Regions from separate parts of the Manis pentadactyla genome. Here region 2 is linked to region 1. The links are chromatin contacts, called in public Hi-C maps. All regions are on one chromosome and are shown on one strand. Each heading gives the region's core, a stretch centred on a gene start, on an enhancer-like site or on the middle of the called end of the contact. The rest is flanking DNA. Distances are from core to core; before and after follow the strand shown. Region 1 holds the start of JTB (jumping translocation breakpoint). Region 2 holds the start of NPR1 (natriuretic peptide receptor 1).

Region 1 (4,062 bases), core at 618-3,117:
GACACAGAAGAGGTCTATTTAGTCATAAATATTTATTGAGCATCTACTAATGTGCCAGGCAGTTGTCAACTTCACATAAGCTTGGTATTTATAAGAAGGACAAGCAAATTTTCACAAAACCAGCTCCTAACTACTGAATAGCAAAGAGGCAAAACGATTGGCTTACAAAAGAACCACCACCGAAAGACTCATGCTTGATACACTGCCCTCTTTCACCCTTACATAGTATTTTTTAAACAGCAAAATCATCTCACAGACTTGATCTTTTCTCAGGATTAACGAGACTGCAGGTTTGGTTTAGACAAAACTACTATTAGAAGTTTTATTCACGAATATGAGTTCAAGGCATTTAAGAAATCCCCAAGCCTGCAGTATGGAAGTGAATTGCACACCATGCAGTCAGCAGCAAAGCCTTTTTCGTGCTGCTGTTTCTGTTGGTAAAAGACAACACTTAGAAAAATATTGGGCAGGGCTGGGAGAAGGACTTGCAAAATAATTCGATGAATGTATTAAAAATCCAAGCTTTGCTGGGGTAATAGCCTTATCTGTAGCTTATGTTTAAGCTCTGTAATTAACTGCCCAGCTGGTTTAATTTGCTTAAGAGGTGAAGACAGACTTGCATTTTGTGAATCCTAGGAAGAAGATTGACTGACATCATCATCACACTCCGGAGCAGATTATTTTAAAATCAGTTTCGGTGTAGAGAACCTATTCAGTTGTTTGGTATGACTATTGAAAGTGAGTTTTTTTGAGATCTCACAGCTTGTCAAGAGACAGCATAGGTCTGGTAAAATGAAAAAAAAAAGAAAAGGAAAGAGATATAGTAGGATGGGGTAAAGATTAACAGAATACTAGAAAATTTCAGCCAAACTTTTATTATAGAAAAAACCCATACCTACTTTTTGTAACATCCAAGTACTGACACACAAACAAGGAACAAATTTAGTCACAAGAAAATCAAAGCTCAGCCCTCACCAGGGTTTTGTGGTTTTTTTCCACCACCAGACATATTCTCAATCCCAAAATAAAGTGGTCGAGCAGTAAAGGCTATGGGGAAGGAAAGTAGCAGTGGGCTTTAGGCTTAGAAAGACTTCTAGCACAGGAAGTATGGGGACAAGTCCTTTGATCTTGAGAGGTCGGGTCCAGAGTATTAACACCCATATTTATCTGGTTTAAGTACCTCCTCAACTAATTACATTAATGATTACTCCATTATGTAGGAGCAAGAGGGAGTTGGAAACAATTGAGACTATTCCAAGGACCAGTTCTGGGGAATGATTTAAATTAACGTGTGGGAAAGTAACCTCATTCATCTGTGCAGAGTGCAGCGGGAGCCCAGAGACAGAGGAAGCCTTCACGTTCTCTGTGGGTCTCGAGGATTCCTGCTCCTATAGGAAGAAAAGTGCAGTTTCACTTCTAACGCGGGACCACCAACCAGCTTGTCCCCTTGACCGCCCGAGGAGGGAAGGATGAGACAGGGAAGGGTGGCCGAACGGTTGATGCTTAAAGGTGAATCCCAGGGTTTTAAGGAGGGAGCAAAGTCTTGGGAGGGAGATGTATTGTTCCTTTTTACGTCTGGTTCCTCACCTAGCCCAGAAGGGGCACACGGAGCAGCGAACAGAGAACCCACACAAGGTTGTCCACCGCCATTTCCTCGGTTCCCACCAAAAACTACCGGAACCAAAATGCAACATTGCGCCGAGCCAATGGGCCGCATCTCGCCGCGCAAACGCAGTGAGATCCGATTCCCAGGGAGCCGCGGGAGAGGCGCCACCAACCCCGAAAGACTACAAAGCCCGTCAGGCGCCGGCGCGGCGCCTCACTGCGACCCGCGGGCCTAGCGGGTGGGATCCGCTGCCGCCCCAGGTTCCTCCGCGGGGCAAGATGGCCGCGCCGGGAGCGGAAGCGCAGCTGAGGGGGTGGTAGGCCCTGCGCCCCTCGGCCTGTGCCCGGGGCTCTGCAGGGCGGAAGAAGGCAACTCCAGGAGTTCCTGGCTTTTCTCGCCGTGGCCATGGGGACGTCCCAGTAGAGCCTGTGCCCCGATTGGCAGCCTCAGCGTTTCGAAGCCCTGACCCGGAGCCTCCCGGAGGTCTGCAGAGTAAGCACCGCCTCTGCGCTTCGACCGAGGCCCGAGGCCAGGCAAGCCCGTCCCTCTGTCCCGGCAGGCGCGACCCTGAGCACTCCATGCCTACGGGCGCGGGGAGGCATGGCCTCCCCCGGGGCCGCCGCCTCTGCTGGTTGCTCTGCGCTGTCACCTTAAAGCTCTGGTAAGGAGCGGCCGAGGGCAGGGCAAAAAGGGGACGGGAGGACGGACTGGTCCCCGCGGGCGGATGAAGGAGACTGTGTTGCTGCTCCACGGAGGTGGGGGGTTTCCTCTTTTCTGGCCTCTGACTTCTGCCCCTTTCCCTCCCTCACCCGCTGCAGCCAAGCGGAGGCTCCCGTGCGGGAGGAGAAGCTGTCAGGTGGGTTATGGTCTGGGAACCCGACACCCCAGAGTTTGGTTTTGTTTGACATCCTCTCAGGTATACCAAGGGCGCAGGTGAAAGGGGCGGCACCACGTTGAATGAGAGCATTCAGCTGTGCTGGCAAGTCCAGTGGGTAGAACTCTGGAAGAAATATTTGCTAAATGAGGCCTCAGGCTGTCCTTTCTCTCCCCTTTTAGTGAGCACCTCAAATTTGCCGTGCTGGCTGGTGGAAGAGTTTGTGGTGGCAGAAGAGTGTGCTCCGTGTTCTAGCTTTCAAACTGTGAGTATCAGTCTCTCCCTTTTTTCTCATTTCTTATCAGCCCCTCAGTCATATTAAGTGTGCGTTCCCATGCAGTCTCAGTAGGTGTCCATATTCGCACTTGTCTTCCCCCTGAAAATATACCCTTTTCTTTCCAAGTTCATGGCAATATTTAGTCAAGAACCTTGTTCTGTTCCTTTTAATCCTGTCCATTTTTAACCCTAACATGAGCTCTGGATCCTGTCCCTGCCTCTCTTAAGACTATTGCCCCTGAGGTGTTCTTCCTAATACATATTTCTGATCATGCAGCCCCCACCCTCACCATCCACACTGGAACTCTTCGTCAGTTCTGTCACCAACCAGCTGTGAGCCATAGCAGTTGGGCATCTGCCTCTTCTAAATGGCAGTCTTTCTGCATTTCCTGCTGTCCCTTCTTAACATGAGTTTTGGTCCTTCTCTCCTGGCAGAAAACCACCCCTGAGTGTGGTTCCACAGGGTATGTGGAGAAAATCACGTGTAGTTCATCTAAGAGGAATGAGTTCAAAAGGCAAGTGCTATTTCTTTTTTTGAAGCCACATAGATAACCTCTTTGGCTCCTGTGACTTTAGGTAAATAGTCCCACCTCTTCCTCGAGGTAGCATGGCATATTGGAAACAGGAGGAGATTTGGAGCCAAATTATTTGAACCCAAGTTCCACCTCTATTCCTCAGCACTGTATTAGTGACCATATTTTCTCATCAGTAAAATTGGTTAATACCAGCTGTTTATCTCACCAGAAAATAAATGATGTATCTGAGGGAGATTTATGTGCTAGAAGGCAGATTTTCTGGTTTCTTTTCCCCTCATGTATCTTGGTTAGGCTGAAGTACAAGGGATATTAGATGGAGAGACTGTCTGGCTTTCCCTAGAAATAACTGTTTCTTCCTGCCCTCAGCTGCCGCTCAACTCTGATGGAACAACACTTATTCTGGAAGTTCGAAGGGGCTGTTGTGGGTGTGGCCTTGGTCTTCGCTTGCCTTGTCATCGTTCGTCAGCGACAGCTGGACAGAAAGGCTCTGGAAAAGGTCCGGAAGCAAATAGAGTCTATATAGTTACCTTCTACCCTTTTATATGGGTCTTGGAGACCATACTTAAGACAGAGAAAGTGGAATGGACTGACTTGTGCCCCTGGGTCTTTGAAACCTGTGGTGGTACCCGTTTCTCCCATCTTCCTGTCTACATCACTAACAAGCAGAATAAAAAGAGCAAAATAGTTTCCTTCCCTAGTATCATTTGGTTGGGAACAGAGAAGGACAGGGGTAGCAACTTTAGGCTCCAGTTTACCAAGTACCTATTCCC
Region 2 (4,062 bases), core at 968-3,467, 240 kb after region 1:
AAAACATAGTCCTCCCCACTCAGGCCGGCTTCCAGGGCCAGAAGCATCAGGGTTCTGAAGGCATCTGGGGAGCTGCAGATGTAGATAACTGGGGAGAAAAGGGGGGTCAGAGAGAAAGAAGCCTAGGTCATGGAGGAGCGGGAAGGGGGAGCTCCTTGGGTAGGGAATCTGGGCATGCGAGGAAGTTCAGAGACCCTGCATAGATAGCTGCCGGCTGGGTCCAGGCCTGCGGAGCGGAGCCAGGGAGCGTGGGAATAGTGGGGCTGCAGGTGGGGAAGGTGGGGTCTAGAGGGAAGGGAGCGGGGGCGGCAGGAGCTGGGACTGGAAGGGCAGAGGGCCTGTGGGAGCACCAGGAGAAGATGGGGGAGGCAGGGGCTGTTGAGAAGAGACAGAAAACGGGGGAGAAAAACGGGCTGGAATCACCACGGGGAACTACGAGGTGTCAGGGCGGCAGCAGGCATTTTCTCCACCCTGTTGACTGCGGAGGAACTGGTGGGAAAAAGCTGGGGCAGAGGGGGAAGTGAGAAGAGAGGGGAGGGGAGAGAGGGAGGGAGAGACGGAGGGAGACAGAGAAGCTCGGGGGGAAAGAGCCGAGGAGGCTGGGCCGGGAAGGCGGAACCGCGCGGAGCAGGCCGACCGGCCCGGGGAGAGGGGAGTCCCGGAGCCCACGCCGGGCTGAACAGGCCCAGGGCCGGGCGCCGGGGCGGGGGCGCGCCTCTCACCTCGGCCTTTGCGCCGCACGGTGCGCAGCAGCATGGTGTAGTGGTCGTGGTCGCCCTCGGCGAACTCCAGGTGGTCCACCGTGATGTTGAGGCGGTCGCGGACGCGCATGTACAGCCCCTCCACTAAGAAGAAGCAGCGCTGGTCGTCCCCCGGCCGGTAGGCGTAGAGCACGAGCGCCTGGCGCTCCCAGCCCAGCCGTCGGTGCAACGCCGCCACGAAGTCGCCCAGCTTGGCGTGGCTGGGCCCCGCGCGGGTGGTCAGCGCGTACTCGTCCTTGGCTCCGAAGCCCAGCGCCGGCGCGCCCGCGGTCAGCAGCGGCACCCGCCAGTGCGCGGTGAAGCGCCCCACCGGCGCCGCGGCGTACACGCAGCCGGGGCCCAGGAACACCGCGGGGTCGTGCTCCCACTTGAGGTCCACCGCGGCCAGCGGCGCGGCGGTGTCGGAGCACACGCCCAGCGCGTTCTCGCTGCTGCCCAGCACCGTGCGGACTGTCCAGCCGGGCAGCAGGTCGGGCCGCGCCTTCACCCGGGCCAGGGCCAGCTCCACGGCCGGTCCCACGCGCGCCCACGCCCACGGGTACGAGGTGTTGGCCAGCGGCAGAACCACGGCCACCGTCAGGTTGCCCGCGTGGCTGCCCGGGAGCAGCAGTAGCAGCGCAGCCAGAAGCAGGAGCAGGCTCCGGCGAGCGAGTGCGGGGCGCCCGGGGCGCAGCATGGCCTCAGCGGGCCCCGCGGCGGGCGAGCGCTCCCACCGTGGCCTCCTCGGTCCCCTCGGGCTCAGCGGCCAGCCCCGGGCATCGGGCGCGCCCCGTGGGAGGGAGGAGGAGCGGGATGGGGGCGCTCACCCCGGGGCCCGCTGCCCCCACCAGCTGCGACGGGCCGGGCCGGGAGCGCAGGGGCGCGCGGAGGGCGCTGCGGAGCAGGTGGGCGCCAAAGAGGTGCGCCGGGGCGGGGAGGGCCAGGGTGGGAGTGAGAGCGCGCGTGTTAGCGAGAGGCGAGTGTGAGAGGGCGCCCGGGGAGAAGGATGGGAGAGGGCGCGAGGGAGGGAGAGCGGAGTGTGGGTGTTTGCATGCGTGCGCGAGCGCCGTCCCAGGGAGTGTGCCAGAGGGGCGTCCGGCCGGCGCAAGTCTCCGGCTGTCCGGGGGGGACTGCGGAGGACCGGAGCCAAGCTCCGAGCCCTCCCTCCCGGCTGCTCCCCTCCCAGCCCCCGCGACCGGAGAGCCAGTCCTGGATCTTTAACTCTTTCCTCCCCGCCCCGAAGTCGCGGGCATTGGCGCGCCCCGCAGCCCGCGCGCGTCCCCGTAGACCCTCTCACGGCACCTGGGCCGCCCAACGCCTTCCTCCTCAGAGAAGCGGCGCCCGCAGAAGGGGCTCCCTCGCGGGGATGGGAAGGACAGATAGAGATGTACTTGGGAGCAGCCGGGGGCCTCTTGCGCCGCACCTTGTCCCTCCGCTCCTACCTGGTTTGGTCTGGGAAAGAGGGAAAGATGTCCCGGGTTGGAATCGTGGCAGGAAAAGGTGTGTGTGGGGGGTGGTGGGGGTGGCTGGGAGGGGGCTGTGTGTGCCCGGGGGTGCGGCGGGAGGGTGACGGGTTTTTGAAATAAGCGTTAAAGTGAGTGAGCCCAAGGTCCCAGTGACCCAGTCCATCTAGGAGCCACCCTTCTCCCCAAATTCCAGATTTAGCGGATTAGCGGAGACAAAAGATCTAGTGGAAGGACGGAGTTAGCTCTTCAGTTCCCAGATAGTTGTAGGAAGGGGGGAGAAGAGCTAGTGGGTGGCTGGGGGATAAGGGGGAAGAGGTGTGACCTCGGGGACGCTCAAGAAATATGCGCATTTTGTTTAAGGATTGTTGAAAATGGGGTATGTGGTGGCGGTGGGAGATGGTGTTGGAAATGACCAGTGGCGACGTAAACTGGGGAGAGGTTTTGGGGGCACTTGACCGCTGAGTCCTTAAGCTATGGATGGATTCCAACTGCTGTGGAATCAGCTTGCCCTCTAATGGTCATCAGGAGTCATTGCACCGCGCCGCCAATCTCGTCGTGAGCCTAGAGTGGATGGAAGATCAACAAGCTTCTGGTTCAGCAAACATTTCCAGAGGACTTAGTACTCAACTAGATTCTTAGATGCTGACAGCATAAAGATGCCCTCCGGAAACACGTCGGTGCCTTTGAGAGCTCTACTTGGGTCAAGTAGCCATAATGTAAAGTGGTTAAGCACTGCAACAAAGAGATGTATAAATTTATGAGGCTCGAATGAGGACTATTACTTCTGCCTGCATTGGGGCCAGGAAAATGTGCAAAGAGAAGTAACCCAGCAAGAGTAGAAAGATGAGAAGGGTATTCTGTGCAGAAAGAGCAGAATGCTGAAGTATGTTTCCTGTATTTGGAATTTCAGGAGAATTTTGAATATGCTTATGGGCTAGAGCAAAGGACAGCGCATGGACCAACTTCAGATGGCAGGCATGTTTTGTTTGGCATTCATTCTCTGTATGTATCTTTAATTGTCCAGACTTAAAAAGCAGCAGATGGCATAAGAATATTTGGATTTCTGACTTAAAGTCAGAGAGTTGGCAATAGACAGATCCTACATCCCTCCATGATCGGTTGAAACCAAGTATCCATTACCTCCTTGAGATGAGTCTATTTCATCACAGTTCCTACCCACCTGGTTCACTCCTTTGCACTACCTGGGAGGCTGTAGTAGGAGTTTTTTTGTAATCCTGATCTAGGGTGTGATGTGTGTGTCCCTGTAGGAATGACTGAGAAGGAAGAAAGGGCAACAGAGGGCAGATCATGCAAGCTTTTGTGTGATAAGCGTGTCTTATAAGAGGTGCTCCAAAGACTGTAAAGATAGATAAGAGATTGGGAGATTTAAAAAAAGCAGTTTTATTGAGATATAATTGACATACAATAAGCTTGTACATATTTAATGTATATAATTTGATGAGCTTGGACATTTGTACATATGACACATGTGCCTGTGAAGCCATCACCACAATGTCAGAGTAATAAACATATCCATTACCTCCAAAAGTTTTCCTGTGTCCTTTTGTGTATGGCTGTGTATGTTAAGAACACTTAACATGGGATCCACCCTCTTAACTTTTTAAATGCATAACAGTATTGTTGACTATAGGGAGATGTTTTATAAGTAGAATAATTGGACTTCAGCAAGACAGTATACAAATAATTGAAGTCTGGGTAACATGGACTCATTTGTTGAGAAGCTGAATAATCCATTTTTTGGGGAATGATAATTTTAGTTTATTGGGTTTGCAGTGCCTGTAGATACCAATGAGGAGGTGTCCAATAGACCATTGGAATAGTGGAGCTGGAGCTCT

The links. Hi-C and Micro-C count contacts between places; a contact is called where the count stands out from the background.
Region 2: a Hi-C map of fibroblasts shows a contact between it and region 1, with 6 times the contacts expected there. The contact joins the promoter of NPR1 here to the promoter of JTB in region 1. A contact is called at or near these places in 3 of 3 Hi-C or Micro-C datasets (blood, fibroblasts and skin fibroblasts).

What each region holds. Positions count from the first base shown.
Region 1 is chr19:11,743,745-11,747,806 of mManPen7.hap1, forward strand. JTB (jumping translocation breakpoint) reads left to right here and starts at 1,868. Exons shown (of 5, transcript XM_036922261.2): 1 at 1,868-2,267; 2 at 2,425-2,462; 3 at 2,663-2,745; 4 at 3,192-3,271; 5 at 3,659-3,981. The coding sequence starts at 2,185. The coding sequence ends at 3,815.
Region 2 is chr19:11,980,961-11,985,022 of mManPen7.hap1, forward strand. NPR1 (natriuretic peptide receptor 1) reads right to left here and starts at 2,218. Exons shown (of 22, transcript XM_036922232.2): 1 at 723-2,218; 2 at 1-88. The coding sequence starts at 1,437.